2 separate regions of the Mus musculus genome follow, and region 1 is linked to region 2. Evidence: chromatin contacts called from public HiChIP or PLAC-seq data. All regions are on one chromosome and are shown on one strand. The core of a region is the stretch at or near the end of the contact, and the rest is flanking DNA. Distances in the headings are between cores, read along the strand shown. Region 1 holds the start of Nkd2 (naked cuticle 2). Region 2 overlaps Slc12a7 (solute carrier family 12, member 7).

Region 1 (7,010 bases), core at 2,725-5,224, 65 kb before region 2:
ACACCAGCACAACGACACCGAAACTCTTTTGTGCTCAGGATAAGGTCTTATGTTGTGATCGGAAGACACAGCTTGAAATAATAAGACACTGTGTTCTGTGAATCAGTGTTGGCTTTTCTGTCCAGGCCTTAGAAGGATCTGTAAAATACCAGAGTGTGTTGTTGGAAAGGAAACAGATGCCTGTGGAGAGCTGGTGGCTAATATTTCACAAATAATCAGAAGCAACAATTCAGCCACAAAATAATGAGTGCATGTTGTGTGAAGGAAATAGTTCCTCAAACTCTGTCTCTGTCTGCATGTGTGATACCTTAATGGAAGAGATTGAAGGGATAGATTGGTTTGTTCTATCCAACTTTGTTACCTAATGTTCTGTGTTTGTCCCAAAGCGGGCCCTATTTCTTAAACAAGACCCCAGTCTCACAAGGAGGCTTGCCTGCATGCATCCTGGCCCACAATTCAAGTGGTCTCCCTGTGTGTTGACTGGCCTCAAACAGACTAGGATGTGCAGAGCTCAGTTCTGGGCCCTAGGGCCACCTTCTTCCCAGGGTCCTCTGCTCTGCGTCCTCTGCCTACTACTGGGCAAATCACAACACATTACAGACCTCCTTTCACTTCTGAAGAGGGAAAAGTGATGATTAATAGCAACCATAACCAAGACAACCACAGAAACAGGACAAGCTGCTTCTCTGCATAGTGGTCACCATGTAAGAACAGCTTATAACAGGTGCCATATGGTGGCATGCTATCCCAGGGAAGATCACACACACACACACACACACACACACACACACACACACACAGAGAGAGAGAGAGAGAGAGAGAGAGAGAGAGAGAGAGAGAGAGAGAGAAAGAGAGAGAGAGAGAGAGCTTCTTTCTGAAGAATACATGAAAGCAAGGGTCCTTCTTCCCCTGCCTGAAACAGACCCAACAAAAGATCACCACCACAAGCAGAAGTGGAAAAGTGGAGGACCCTTCATGGAGAGCCCCCATAACTATGCCTCTTTTAGACTGGGGTCCAGCCTCAAAGAGCAGAGAACATATTGCTACTGGAGCTGTTGAGTTTTTGCTGTTGGAAGTGAGTGGCACAGCATGGGACACCAACATGGGCAGGTGTGAGTAGCTGATGCTTGGATGCAGAGATGGACGCCAGGCAGCGTCTCTTCATCTTAGAGATAAGGGCACTGCCCTACCCACCTCTGACAGATAATGACAAAGTGCTTTGAACAGCTTCAAGCCCACAGCTTAATGAGACAGGTGTGGCTGTAGCACAGCCTTGCTCTTTGAAAGTTCTGAGAGTTGATTTTTATCAACTGGTGAACTCTTCCCAGAGCCTCAGGCCTGAGTAAGGCAGGATACTAGGTGTGGGATGCTGGACCCAAGATGTTAGACCAAGAACACAGGATGTTGGATACTGGGCAGAGGTAAGTCCTCATATGGCCAGCCCAATTGTGTTCAATCATCTCACCCTGAACAGCTGGGGGGTGGGGGGAGGACATTTGACTGCTCCAGCCAGAGAGCCCCAAGCTCGGGCTATTCCAAAAGATGAGAGTGGGAAATGGGAGGCAGGAACAGGCATAGAAGAAGCTTGAGTACAGGAGAAAGAGCTGAACCAGAGCCGGGCCCAGAGAGGACATGTCAGGCTAGCTGCATGTAAAGCAGGTGTCTGCTCCACTGGACTTGAGATGAAGTCATCGTCTAAATGGATTCTGCCTTGACACTGGGATGTGGCTTTCACACCTATAGCAATTTCCTCTTGGTTGGAAATGACCATGGCTATCTTGAAGCCGAGAAGCTGCAGACACCTTCTCTGGACCTTCATGATTTTATATTAATTTTACATCATGGAGGGAGAGAAACCTTCAGGGAGCCCCACCCACCCACCCAAGCTCTTCCTCTTTCTGATATTATGTAAGAAGCAAAGCCAGGGTTGGACTTCTTGGTGGTACAGCTGCCTATGCACTCTGTATGTTCCTGTGAATAACCCTAATACAGTAATTGATCAACAAGCTGCACTTGGATAGATCTGTGTCTTTGGTCTATCTGTGCTCTTTGTCTGGGGCAAAAAGATGTCTCTTTATTTCTCCCCAGGAAGCCACGCAAGTCACACATAGTCTTTGTGTTCTTTGTTGATGTCAAAATCCTTGGTTCGAAGCTCAGAGAGACCACAGAAGCATAGAACTGCAGGGGGTGTAGAATTCAAGGGACAGAGATAAGCCTGGACACAGGATCAGTGAATGGAAACTCACTCTCACCCTAGGTCACCTCCTGGGCCTCAAGTCCCAGCCTGAGGCTACTTTTGCCCAGTTTGACAGTTACACTGGGCCTTGTCTTCTCAGGCCAATAATGTACCTACCTTACTAAGCAGTGGCTCTGGGAGTGGGGAGGGTGGGAAGAATGGACATTTCTGGAAATTTCCATCCAAGTCTGTCTTCATCAACTAGGAAGTCGCACTCTCTACACCTAAACAGGATGAAGCAGAGGACATATAGAGCAAGCCAGCCTCACCTGGTTTGCCCAAAGCTGAGCCTAGACTGTGGTAGGCAGTGGAACACAGTGAAGCCTGTCCTTGTGGGAACCTTCCTCATTTATGGCCTCAGTGATAATGATAGCTATATTTACAAACACTCCCCCAAACATAGTTGTGGATCCTAATCATTGAATCCTCTCCTGGTATCCCATTCCTTCTTTCTCAGTTGCTGGTTGTGGGTGAAACCCTGACACAAAGGAGGGATGAGGCTAGGTGAATGGCCTGGTGGGTAAGGAGTCCTCATAATTACATGAGTCCATTCTACCTGTGTCATGCCCATGGCTGTGAGATGGTCCTGTTCAAGGTAAGCCATTCTGCACTTTTTTGGGGGGGGCAGTCATGAATCCTTAATATCAACAATTCCAAAGGACTTCAGAAGTTCAAGGTCATCTTAGCTATACATGGAGTTCAAGGCCAGCCTGGAATACAGACCATGAAGAGGCGGGGGGGGGGGGCTGTGGTTCTTTGCAGAAAGTATGTGCTAAAATTAAGTCACTCTAGGAGTTGAATGTTCTAGAGCAGACTATGTGAACACATCTCTGAACAGAGACAGGCTACTAGGTAGTGGTGACTCTTGAGTGGGAGAGTTGTAGGGTATATGAACCATATCTCAAGAAGGCTGGGAAAGAAAACTACACATTCATTCTTGATCTGTGTGTTACAGAGCTCTATGGGCAAAGTGGAGAACCAAACAGAGAGGTATCCCCAGAATAAGCTGGAGCCCAAGAAAGAAGGGGGAGTGAGATTTCTCTGAAACAAGGGTGGGTGATCTCTTCTAAGGGAGAAGCTGTAGGATGAGATACTGAGAGGGTTTTCAGAGGTTGGCCAGCCAAAGAGGAGCCAGATGGACTAACCACAGCCCAGCAAGGACCCTGCCCCAACCAAAGGCAAAGGGAAGGATGCAGGGCCTGTCCACACTGATGGGCAGCGTTGGTCTTTCATCAATGAGGGAAAGGGAGGAAGGTCTGCTCCAGCGGGCCAGGACTCACTTTAGTCCTACCTGCTCTCCCTCTCTTCCAGGTACCTTCCCATGGCCTTCTACCTCCGCACCCCACTCACCCCCAGCCCCTTCACGACAAGCATGTGCCTAACTCCTCTCACAGCCAAAGGTATCAAGAAGGTTGTCTAAGACGTAGGTAACTCTCTTCCAGGGTTCTCTCTTTCAAAGGAGGATTCCTAATACCGACTCTTGAATTTGGGAATCTCAAGAAAAAGATTGGTGAGGGGTGGAGGGTGTCCCCACAAAAGAAACCGCAGAGAGCCAGAAACCTGGAGTCCACGCAGGTAAGCTCTGTCTGCCCTCAGGGATGCCCTGTGCGAGTCGTTGCTCAGAGCAGGTTCCAAACCGCCTGTCTAGTAAAGTCTTAGGGTAAAGGAGACGCTAAGGTCCACTGCGCTACGGTCCGCGGCCGCGGGGGGCGCTGCGAGAACCCCTGTTAAAGCCCCGTCGCGGGCGCGCGCGCTCAGAGGGAGGCCGGCCGCTGCCCGCGCCGGTGTCTCCGGTTGCCGGGCCAAGCCTCGCCAGACTGCCCGGCCCCGGATCCAGGCTCCACGAGTTGCTCTCAGCTCGGGATTCACGCACCCCGGGCTCGAACCTCGGACGCACACCTGAGAGCTCGGCCGGAGGGTGGGTCCAGGCCCAGCGGAGACATGGGGAAATTTCAGTCCAAGCACGGTGAGGAGCGGGCCGGGGGGCGGGAGAGAGGGGGGCGGGTGGGCGCCGCCACTCACTGTCCCTTCCGTCTTCCCTGTGTCCTCCGACCGTGCCGCAGCCGCAGCAGCCTGCAAGAGGAGAGAGAGTCCCGAAGGTGAGCCCGGGTGCGGTCAGGGAGCGAGGCGGCCCCGGGGCCGGATGCGCAGAGCTCCAAGCTTGGGGCGCGCCTTGCCTCGCGCCCTCGATTGGGACACGCCTTGGGTCTCCGGGAGCGCGTGGCCTCGGGGCTCTGGGTACCGGGTGGGCGCTGCAAGGCAGGCTGGGCAGAAGCGCACTCCACGAAGCTCACGGTCTCCTTCCTTCTCCGTGGGTGCCTTGTTTCCCGCGCGTCTGCGGGCGGGCCGCAGGGGACAGCTTCGTGGTGCCTGCGTACGGGAGCGGTCGCAGGGGAGCGGAAGAAACGGACCGGCGCGCGGGCAGCGGTGTGGAACATCGCTCACGGGACAAGCAGGTAGGTTACGGGAAGGTGGGCTGGGTCGCGCAACTAAGGGCCTTGCAGAACCTGAGTCTTGCCTCTTTACAGTCGGGAGACGCAGAAGACTCATATGGCTGGCCAGGATAGCCTAACCCTCTCCAGCATCTGGCATAGTATCCCAGAGGGGGCTGGGTGGTACTGGAACCTCCAAGCGCTAGGCTGGACTGGTGACTCCACCCCTCAGGCAGGAGGAACTGGTGAAGGGATTCTAAGGCAGAGATGGGACTCAACTAGGGGGGCCATGATCTCAGAATTCCAGGCTTGAGTTGGAGGACCTTCTCCATCTGTTGATGGATGTTATAGGGCTGATTGCTTGCACAATGAAGTTGTCCAGAGGTTAAGGCTACCCTTGCCTCCCATCTTTTGGAGAGCTTAATACAGGCCTGCAGGGAGCATCCCTGGACAAATGGGCAGTGGAAAAAACGGTGTCCCCAAACCATAAGAGCTACCCTGTGTCTGAGAGAAGATGATCCATGTGCTGTGTTTAAGAGCAGAGAACTGCCCAGGGCCAGGGCCCCAGGGATGAGATGTGATGGAGTGTGGGTGAAACACCCACATATCTGCCAGCAAGAAGAAGTAGACATTGGGCTATTGGTGTTGGGGAGAGCAGAGTTTGAAAGGACAAGAACAATACACTTGGTCACCTAGAACTGGCTCCCCACTACTGGCTCCCACTACAGATAGACTCCCTCACTGGCTGGGAGCTCTGTGAAGTCGGCAAGTGGGCTGGCATCAGTGTTCTTTCTGAAAGGACCTTCTGGTGGGTGAATAGAAACTTCTGGGTGTTCATGAATACTTGGTGTGGCCCTGACCTGAGACCTGGAGCTACGGAGGCTTAAAATAATATGTACTAGAGTTTGGATGTGTGCTTTCTGAGCGGATCTACTGTAGCTGTAAAAGCGGGTATGCTGAGGTATTGTGGGTCCAGTGTGGAGATTCAAACAGTTACATGATGTCCATCTCTAGTAGAGGAGGCCAGACCAGACATCCAGTGCTGCCCACCCAGGTCCATTTTGCTACCACTTACATTTGCTGAGGAATTTTTGGTGGCCAGTTGATGCTTCTACACAGCTTGGCTCTCAGATGCACGTTATTGGAGCTGGTCTCTGGGAACCTGTTCATGCCATGGGAGAGCATTTAGACTGGCCCTTCCCCTTAGCTGTCAAGCCTAGGGTTTTTCTCCCTAGCAACAAGTCTGAGCTCAGTCCTTGGACTCCTCACTTGAGAGCACTGGTATTCAGAATAGGACACAATTTAGCTGACAAGGAAGTGGTTGTCACTGGAGTGTGAAAGCCAGAGCATCTTTCTGGAGAGTATAGGTACTCCCTGTGTAGAGTGGAATTGTTAAAGTGAAGCTGTGATCTTAGGACCATGAGTACTACTCTTTGGGTCATTTTTTGTGTTGTTGTGTGGGCTCTGGCTTGCATTGCTTCTTTTAGCGTTGTCCTTGGCTTTTCCAAGGTGGCTAAGAGCAGAGTCTTAGTAGAACTGACTTGGCTTAGGTAGCTATAAGCAACAAACCTGGGTTTTCCTTATCTGGCTGTGGCTCCTGGCCAGGCAAGACCTTGAGCTGAGGCCACATTGCTGCCTTTGTGCCTAGAAACTTGGGCTATACTAGGTAGCTCTTGCCCGGGTCTGGAAGGGACTATATCGCCATACTCTTTCTTCTGTCTGGAAAACTAAGTGGGGACAGTTAGTGTTGGGTCTGTGTCCTTTCTGAAATCCTTCTTTTCACAGTGTCCAGAGTTCTGACTTATTGTCCTCCCAGGGGCTGTGCCCTAAGGAAGGGCAGCCCTGATTACACTGCATAACACTTCCTACCACCAACTCTCAGTGACTCATGCCAGGTCATTGGGAGACTTGCATCTCCTCTTCTGGCTTCTCATCTGCTTTTCCCATTCTCTAAAACCAGAAGGATGGAGTTGCTTTTGACTCTGTTACTGAGCTGTACATCTGTGTCCATCTATAAGTCTGCACTGGCCTGTGCATCTGTGTCCATCTAAAAGTCCCCTCAGTCCCACTTCCTGCCTTCATTGGCCTCCATTGCTATTCCCAGAAGCTCTGCTGTGTGTCAGCACCTGTGTGGCTCCTTGCCTGTGGGGATATGAAGGGAGGAGCATGGGTCTGTTAGCAATAACCAAGCGCTGGTTTGGAGAGAAGCAATTGGCTTCAGAACTTCTGTGGTCACAGGCTTTGAGATAGTACTGATGGGGATGTAGTTCAAACAGCATTTGGTGGAGGCTTTTCTCAAAGTTGACTGAGTAGTCTTCCATGAGATAGTCTCCTTATGTGTG
Region 2 (7,707 bases), core at 4,046-6,545:
AAGTCTCATTGTAATATGACAGGAAACAGACTAGAGACCTAGGGAAACAAGAGCTGAGGAGCCAGCAGACCCCAACGAAGGAGGCTCATCTCAGTTTAGGAGAACACAGAATGAGCATGGAGGACCAGCATGAGCACATCCCCTGTGGATGATGACCACAAGGCTGGTACAGAGCGATGCTCACACAGAAGCCTGGCTGAGGATGTCATCCAACCTGAGACCACACAGGGAGAGCCCAGCAGCTAAGGATCGGTACTGGATGGTTGCAGCCGGCCAGAGGGCAGAGTGCAAGAACAACAAACTGACCACCTAAACCTGAGAAGACAGGATGGCAGCTCAGGCCTGTATAGGACCCCTGCCACTGTGAGCCATCCAGGGCAGGGCAGCTTAACTTCCACCAACCCGACATCAAAGATTTCACAGGAAAAGAAAAGAGGGGGTGGGAGGAAGCTCTGGGTTTGAAAGCCTGGAGACCTTAGCCCTGAGCCCAAGGCCAGTGAGCATCACAGTAAACATATATATCCCTCTCTATATATATATATATGTATATGTGTGTGTATGTATATATATGTGTGTGTATGTATGTGTATATACACACACACACATATATCAAGAGGGAGACCTAAGCCTTAACCTCATGCCCTCCCTATCTTCGAGGCCTGCACACTGCATTCTGGGGTCAGAAGATAAAGTCTTTATGGGTTTGGATTCTACAAGCTGGCAGATGAAGAAAAGCCTTTGGGACTTTTTGAGAATTATTTTTATCTTTATTCTGTTGTGTATACATACATGTGTGTTGGTATATGCACATGAGTGAGAATTATTTTCATCTTTATTATGTTATATGTACATATACATGTGTTGGTATAGTGCACATGAATGTAAATACCAATAGAGGACAAAGGAGGGCATTGGCTCCCTTTGAAATGCAGTCCTAGGTGGTTGTGAGCTGTCCAGCATGGATCTTCTGGAAGAGTAGCAATCACTCTCACTTGTTGAGCCATCTCTCCAACCTGTCTTGTTAATTTTTCGGTGTACAAGAACACAGTGTGAGATGGACGTTAGAGGCAGCCAATAGCTCTAATAGAAACATGGCAGACAAAAAACTTGTCTAGGCAGGCCATTGATGGGTGGTAGCCTGAGATACACAAGAAGCTGCCAGGCCACATAGCTTAGCTTCAGATCCCACTGAGACACGGGCTCAGGAGCTGTCTGCCCAATATCCTACTGCCTGGGGTTCCCAGTGCCTTCAAAAGGGGGATGGCCACCTCTGAACTCTTAGCTTTGTCCAGATGATCCAGACCTGTTTACAACCCAGAAGCAGCTCAAAAGAAAGTGATTCCTGTCTCTGGGGACAAGCTTCTGTGCCATCAGAGGAGACACCAGAGGCGGGCTCTACTTCTGTCCTGCCAACCCAATGGATCCCTAAGTAGGACATTTTCAACCACAATAAGCAGCTCTGCTGTGAGCTGTTAATCAACTAAAATCCAGTCCAGAAACATGTTACCCAGGGAAACACTAGCCAGAGAATTGACATACTTTGTGTTAGGGTAAAATATACTATGGCTGTACTAAGTATAATATCCCCAAACCTGGATGCCCTGCTTACAAGGACGGGTTCCTTCCACACTGCCCTTGTAGGCAGCGAAGTCTGCTGGGCTCCACTCTAAGGAAATAAGGACTAAACTACGGGATCATCCTGAGCAGGGCCTTGACTAAGCAGAGTTGCAGCTGAGGGTCAGTTCCAAGATGCATTCAGTCTAGTGTCTGTTCCCTGGCACAAGCCAAGTTTTCCTTGGACACATATTCCAGCAGACAAAAGAGATAGACAGATGGACAAATGGACATGTGTGCTGGGGACAGGGAAGGCCTGGGGCTTCTGAGGCCCAAGAACCTGTTGGGCCATGGGGCAGCGCTGGGAGCACAAGCATACCCCACCAACACATTTGAGTGACAAACCTACAGCCCCTAAATTCTCCTTTATAGCAGCCCATCATTCAGCAGATCTGGGCAGCTGTGACTCTGCCATCTCAACAGGGTCAGCTAAGGATGCCCAGAGTATCTGGGAGAGGGCAGGAAAAGGCATGGCCGAGACAGTGTTTCTAAGAGCCACTGCTCTACTGCCAAGAAGACAGCCCATGCCTCTGTTAACCTTAGCCCTGTCCCCAGAGACCACATGGCCCCAGATCTGAATCGTCTGGGAAGTGCTGAACACTGTGTAGACTTGACCCTGCTGTCTTTACAGCAGGAGGAAAGAAGACAGCCAATGCCACTCTGTGGCCTGACTTTCATAGAGCCACAGTCAGGCTGGGTACTGGCTCATGAGAAGCACCTTGGAAGCAGATAGATGTGACAAACAGATGTGACAAATCACCTTCATCTTTGCTCACCAGCATTGAACTCTTCCCTCCAGAGAAAGCAGAGACCTCAGGGAGCTAGAACTGAGGGGAATAAAACTCAAAAGCTTTAGGGAAGGCTTTAAGCCAGACATGATGGCACACACACACCTGCCATCCTAGTAACTGAAAGCAGAAGCAGGAGAACTACTGTGAGTTCAAAGCCAACTTTGGGTGACATAGTGGGCTTCTGGCCAGATTGAGACTATCTCAAAAACAAATAAATAAACACTGCAACCAAATAATAAAATGAAACACAAAGTCAGGCCTCAGGCAGGGTTTAGTGCCACTCCTTCTCCTTGGAGCTATATGGATCCCAAGGATGCCCACTCAAGAGTATCCAGGGCAGCCTGCACATGACTTCTAGGACCTTGTCCCTTCCCAGAAGCTGGTGGTGTCCACTGAGACACGGTACCGTATAGATGAAAATGGTCAAGCCTCATGAAGGGAAAGGCACACGTGATCTGAAAACCTGGCAAGGGTGTTCTCTGTCTAGAAACCTCCAAGACTGCTATCTGCCTGAGGGGAGCGCGTGTACCTTGACCTCTCGCCTCCGGCTGTCCTCATCTTCCTCATGCTCTACCACACCCTGGCTCAGGTTGGTATAGTTGGCCAGCTTGTTCAGCAGTGATGACACCATGGGGTTGCTGTCCATCTCTTCCTGTGGGTGCAAAGCATCACATAGGTAGGAACCAGGTCCGTCAACATCCCAAGGCAGCGGTCCCTGGCCCAGGAGATCCATCTGTCCCAGGGCTGTGTAGAGCTCAAGAGCCCACAGTCAAGTGAATGGACCCCCCCAACCCCCATCTGTGTGCCCAGAACATCTATCCAACAGGTCTGGAATCAGAAGTCAGGGGCACTGAGAGTCCTCAAGGCTTTTAGGAACTGTAAGGAATGCACCAGCCCAGGTTGCAGCTCACTTATCAGAAACAGATAAACTCAGTGGATCTCAGGCTGAGAAGCACCTTGCTCCTTCCTCATCAGCCCAGGCTGCCCTTGCCTGGGGCACGGGAGATGGCCACTCCTTTACCTTCTTCCCACAAGTTCTTCACTAATGTACCTTCTTCGTGTAGAAACTGAAACAAAATTACCTCAAAAAGTGCCATGTTCTTCCCCTCGAAGTAGCTCTCTCTTTCCACCTCCACATTATTGATGAAAGGGCTGTTTTCCCTGGGGTTTCCATCTCCTGTGGAAGATAGTCAGTCAGGTTAGTCTCAGGATCGTAGGCCATGCAGGCTCTGAGCCAGGGAGTGGCCAAATCAGTAGGTCCGGGACCCTGTATTCTAATTCCTTCCCCGGCAGGGTCTTGGCAGAGATGTGCCTCTGAGGGACTCCGTATCCCTTGGTACCCAGGACAGGTCTCATACAGCCAGGTTCCCAGAACAGTCCTCTCTGCCTCAGTTTCCACATATGAGATGGTACTGTTCTATGTCTTCTTCTCCCCTCGGGGTAGCCAGGCTCACTGCACACCACACTGGACTGGTGAGTACTCAAGTAAGAATACACACACACCCAGGAACAGCTTCGGAGAACTGGCTCAGTTTATTGGCGGGGAGAACAAAGGCTATTTAAACCTTTTAGGGGGTGAGTGCAGGCAATTGAGGGTTGGTTGGGACTGAGGTCCTGGGGATGTCTCATTTGCATGGGGAGAAACTTCAGGTGCTGCTGGACACGGCCTTATAAGGGGAAAGGAAGCTTAACTCCGAAACAGCTATATGACCTCCTCTGGTGAGGCATGAGTGGGTGGGTACACAGGGCTATGTGTGCAGAGAAAGGCAGGCCCGAGGCAGGGGGAGTGACCCTACTCCTCTCAGGAACAAGGGGCAGTAAAAAGGAACACCCACCCCACCCCACCTCAAAAAAAAATCAAGAACAGTCTTGGCAAATGGAGCAAGGGGAGACAGGTTAGATCCTCAGTGTGTTCTACACTAGTACCCTACAAGTAGGATCCTCACCTCTGCTTCCTCTCCATGTCCACAGTCAACAGGGAGTTTTGGACACTCAAGGCCCTTGACAGGCAGGTCCAGTAACCATTGCAACCTTATGATGCCCTGGATAACAGGAGACCACACCTTGGGGGTTTGGATTCCTGAGCATGGAGTACCAAGGCATGGGGCACATGGTCTTGATACCTCATGTTCCAGCTGCCCCAGGATGCAGACATTTGTTCAGTCACAAAAAAATATAAGGTTACAGTTTGACATCCGTTGAGGCTTAAGTAGGGCTCCTGAGGTACTGCCGTCAGAGGTCTGCAAAAAGGGAGCATCCTTGAAGAAGGAAAGAACCCGAAGGAGACTTCTGATACGAGACCTCTCCCCGAGCCCAGGTCACCTTCTGGAAGTAAGACCAAGGCTCACAACCTCAGATGACAGAAACAAAGGGCTTCAGGAGGACCAAGAACAGAGTCCTGATGTGACAGCTTGAGTCCCCTGTGCTGGTGTCTGGAACCACGGTCTTGATCGCTGAGCATATCATGGGTCGGAACATAGGGTAGGAGCAGGGCAATGATTCTTGGACTTTTTCAAGGTAGCTACTTGGAAGGAGAAACCAGGTAAAGATTCTAAACAGCCTCCAGTTGGGTGACAGCAAGTTACATTATTCCCCTTTCAAGTCCTACTAACCAGACATGTGATACATCTGACATGACTATCCTAAAAGCCAAGTACCTCACAAACAGATTGGCCCCATTAAAGACTAAAGCCCTCTTTGAGGGAGGAGGCACACACACCAGGGTTGGTTTTGTTTTGTTTTGTTTTGTTTTGACAGTAGCTTTGAATTTCAAATTCCTTAAATCCCATTGGGATTATGCTGGCCTTCCGGGGAAGGCCCACACACACCTCCTACCCTACTAGCTAGTTCAGACGGTGGTTTACCATCAATCCTGATTGGTACCCAAACAGGAGCTGCTGACGCAGGTTCCTGAAGCTCACTAGATCCTTTCTGTCTCAGGATACACCCGACCCAGGTCCTAGTAACAAACTCCAATAATCAAGGTCATCAAGGGTCAGGGAACAAAAGAACACAAAGTGCCCTGCCCTGAATTTAAGTAGGCCCCTAAAATGTGGCATCCGATTACTTACGCTAAACCAAAGCAGAGGGAGAAACCTTTGTTAGGGCCCACAGCCCAGAAGTGGCTTTGGTCTAATAAGAAATTCCCTCACCAGTATGCACTCAGATGCTGTAAACCACCCCCTCCCCCCATACCCTCTCCACCCATGTCCCAGTCCTCCTAATTCAAGGCTCTTAGCTTTCCCCAGATCACCAAGGAACTACAGTAAGGTAGGAACAGAACTGATGGTAGTCTTCTGCAGAGAATTCATGGAGCAGCACAGACTGCTGAAAACATAGCCACACTATGCTTCCCAGCGGTGTGCCTTTGATAAGACAGGAACTCTAAGGACAGTGGAATATACACAGCAAGGCTCAATCCCACCCAGAGCTCATACATCAGGACCTTGGAGCAAGTAGGAGGGGACAAGATTGTAAGCCACACCATGGACTGATGCTGAAAATATGGCTGGCTGGTCCTTTACTGGATGGTGAGGAAGCTGGAAACAGAGTATGTCTGCTGATCTGCCTATGCATATATGCTCACCCTTGGGAAATCAGGCAGAGCCTTTCATACAAGTGAAGGCTTACAGGCCAAGGCACAACCTCCCTGGGTACCCATCAAACCCATACCTGCCCCTACACAGAGACACCAGGCCAGCATCCTGTAGAACTTCCTTCCATCTGGAGGCAAGACCCTGTACTATCAACTGTCCCTAATGTGAGATCTCCTCATCTCACCAACTTCAAATCTTACTTACATGTGGCAGATATAAGACAGTCAAAGGACAGATGAAGTCACACGGAAAGAAACAGGAGAGGTGGACCACAGCAAGACAGAAACTTAACAGATATAAGAGCCCTGGCCAAGAGAGAGCCGAACAGTGCGGTTCAAACCTTCCAAGGAAAGAAGTGTGAGCTGAAGGGACGCTGGCCAGCTCTAGCATGGCTCTGGAGGGCCTTGCCCTTCTCCCTGAGTCCTTCTGCCTTGCTAAAAATCATGAGATTACATTCCTAGAGCTAGCCCCCAAGGTCTATTCCCAATCCTTCCTCCTGAGCCTGACTACCAAAAGTCCAGGTACCAAAGTACTGAAGTTCGGTGATTAAAAGCCCCCTTTGGTTCACCATGCCCAATTAAAATTAAACACCTCATCCTAACACAAGACTTCCTATTTTACGTTTAGAAGTCACCAATTGGCCATGTCTGTCTCCTCTCTATTACAAGACAGTCCTTTGTCCTCAAGGACAAATAACCCTCTACCCTCCCCTCTCCCTTGCTCCTCTCCCATCATCCTTTATCTCCTACCTTTGTTTCTTACTCCCTACCATTTGTCCCTGTGGGGCAGATAAATCTCCTTCATGCTGAGAAGGGGTCTTGGGAATCCTGGGCCAATACTTTTCCTTTCATAACCTTTAACCTATATAAATATTATGCTAACCACCCAGAACACTATAACCAAACACAGAATCCTCATTGTTCAGTTCCTTCTCCAGAGTATGGGTAAAACATTCTAGAACAGCATCCCAGGTCTTCTAGTAAAAGATACAAATTTAACAAACACCCAACTATACTGTGGACAGTGGAGGCCAATTTCTACCCCTCCAGGAAAGGGATGGCCAGATGAGCCCTGACACACCTGAAGAATGATGGGAAACTCTGGGCTTTTCAGGGTGTGTGTACATGTTACCCACATACATACGCGTGTGTAGCTTCCTACCTCTGTCAGCTAACAGGTCAAAAAGCAGGGCACACAGACGGGTGGTGGTGGCATTTGGGAGGCAGAGGCAGGCGGATTTCTGAGTTTGAGGCCAGCTTGATCTACAAAGTGAGTTCCAGGACTACAGGGCTACACAGAGAAACCCTGTCTCGAAAAAACAAAAACAAAAACAAAAAAAAGAAGAAGAAGAAGGGCACACTAGTAACTAAATGTATTCTCAGCACCTACAACTGACTTGCTAAGCTCATTTTCTACTTAGGTTATCTCAGGAGAACCACTGACTACAGAGCTAAGGCAGGGGGATGGATGCTAAGACTAAATGTAACCAGGAAATGTCAGTGACGTCAAAAGCCAAGTGGCACCATCTGGAGAGTCCCCCATGACCACTTCTGAGACCATCCATCTAAGCATCAACTGACTGGAGCACAGACACACACAGGCACCTGAGGCCCACCCAAGCCATGGAGACCTGCTACAATACTTTGGTGTACAGACCAGTGGACAGGCTAGAAGAAACTGCCTTGGGAATTGTAGCCGAGAGACAA

What was found. HiChIP or PLAC-seq counts read pairs in DNA pulled down with a chosen protein or histone mark.
Region 1: a contact with region 2 is called in an H3K27ac HiChIP or PLAC-seq map of embryonic stem cells, with 6 read pairs. The contact joins the promoter of Nkd2 here to the enhancer-like site in region 2. A contact is called at or near these places in 1 of 39 promoter capture datasets (embryonic stem cells), 1 of 484 Hi-C or Micro-C datasets (double positive thymocytes), 3 of 115 datasets of contacts at active chromatin or transcription factors (all in embryonic stem cells) and 3 of 9 other capture datasets (adipose tissue, embryonic stem cells and liver).

The regions. Positions count from the first base shown.
Region 1 is chr13:73,844,595-73,851,604 of GRCm38.p6, reverse strand. Nkd2 (naked cuticle 2) reads left to right here and starts at 3,974. Exons shown (of 10, transcript NM_028186.5): 1 at 3,974-4,202; 2 at 4,300-4,335; 3 at 4,589-4,692. The coding sequence starts at 4,178. Gm30303 (a long non-coding RNA gene) reads right to left here and starts at 3,997. Exons shown (of 3, transcript XR_382654.4): 1 at 3,797-3,997; 2 at 2,354-2,460.
Region 2 is chr13:73,780,394-73,788,100 of GRCm38.p6, reverse strand. Slc12a7 (solute carrier family 12, member 7) reads right to left here. Exons shown (of 24, transcript NM_011390.2): 2 at 3,488-3,582; 3 at 2,935-3,057. Among named protein-coding and RNA genes, the nearest start is that of Slc12a7, 21 kb to the right of the region's middle. Within about 2 kb of position 5,295, at least 12 of the 459 cell types and tissues checked have an H3K27ac peak or open chromatin away from gene starts, as enhancers often do. A contact at or near this core is called in embryonic stem cells, where this site is marked.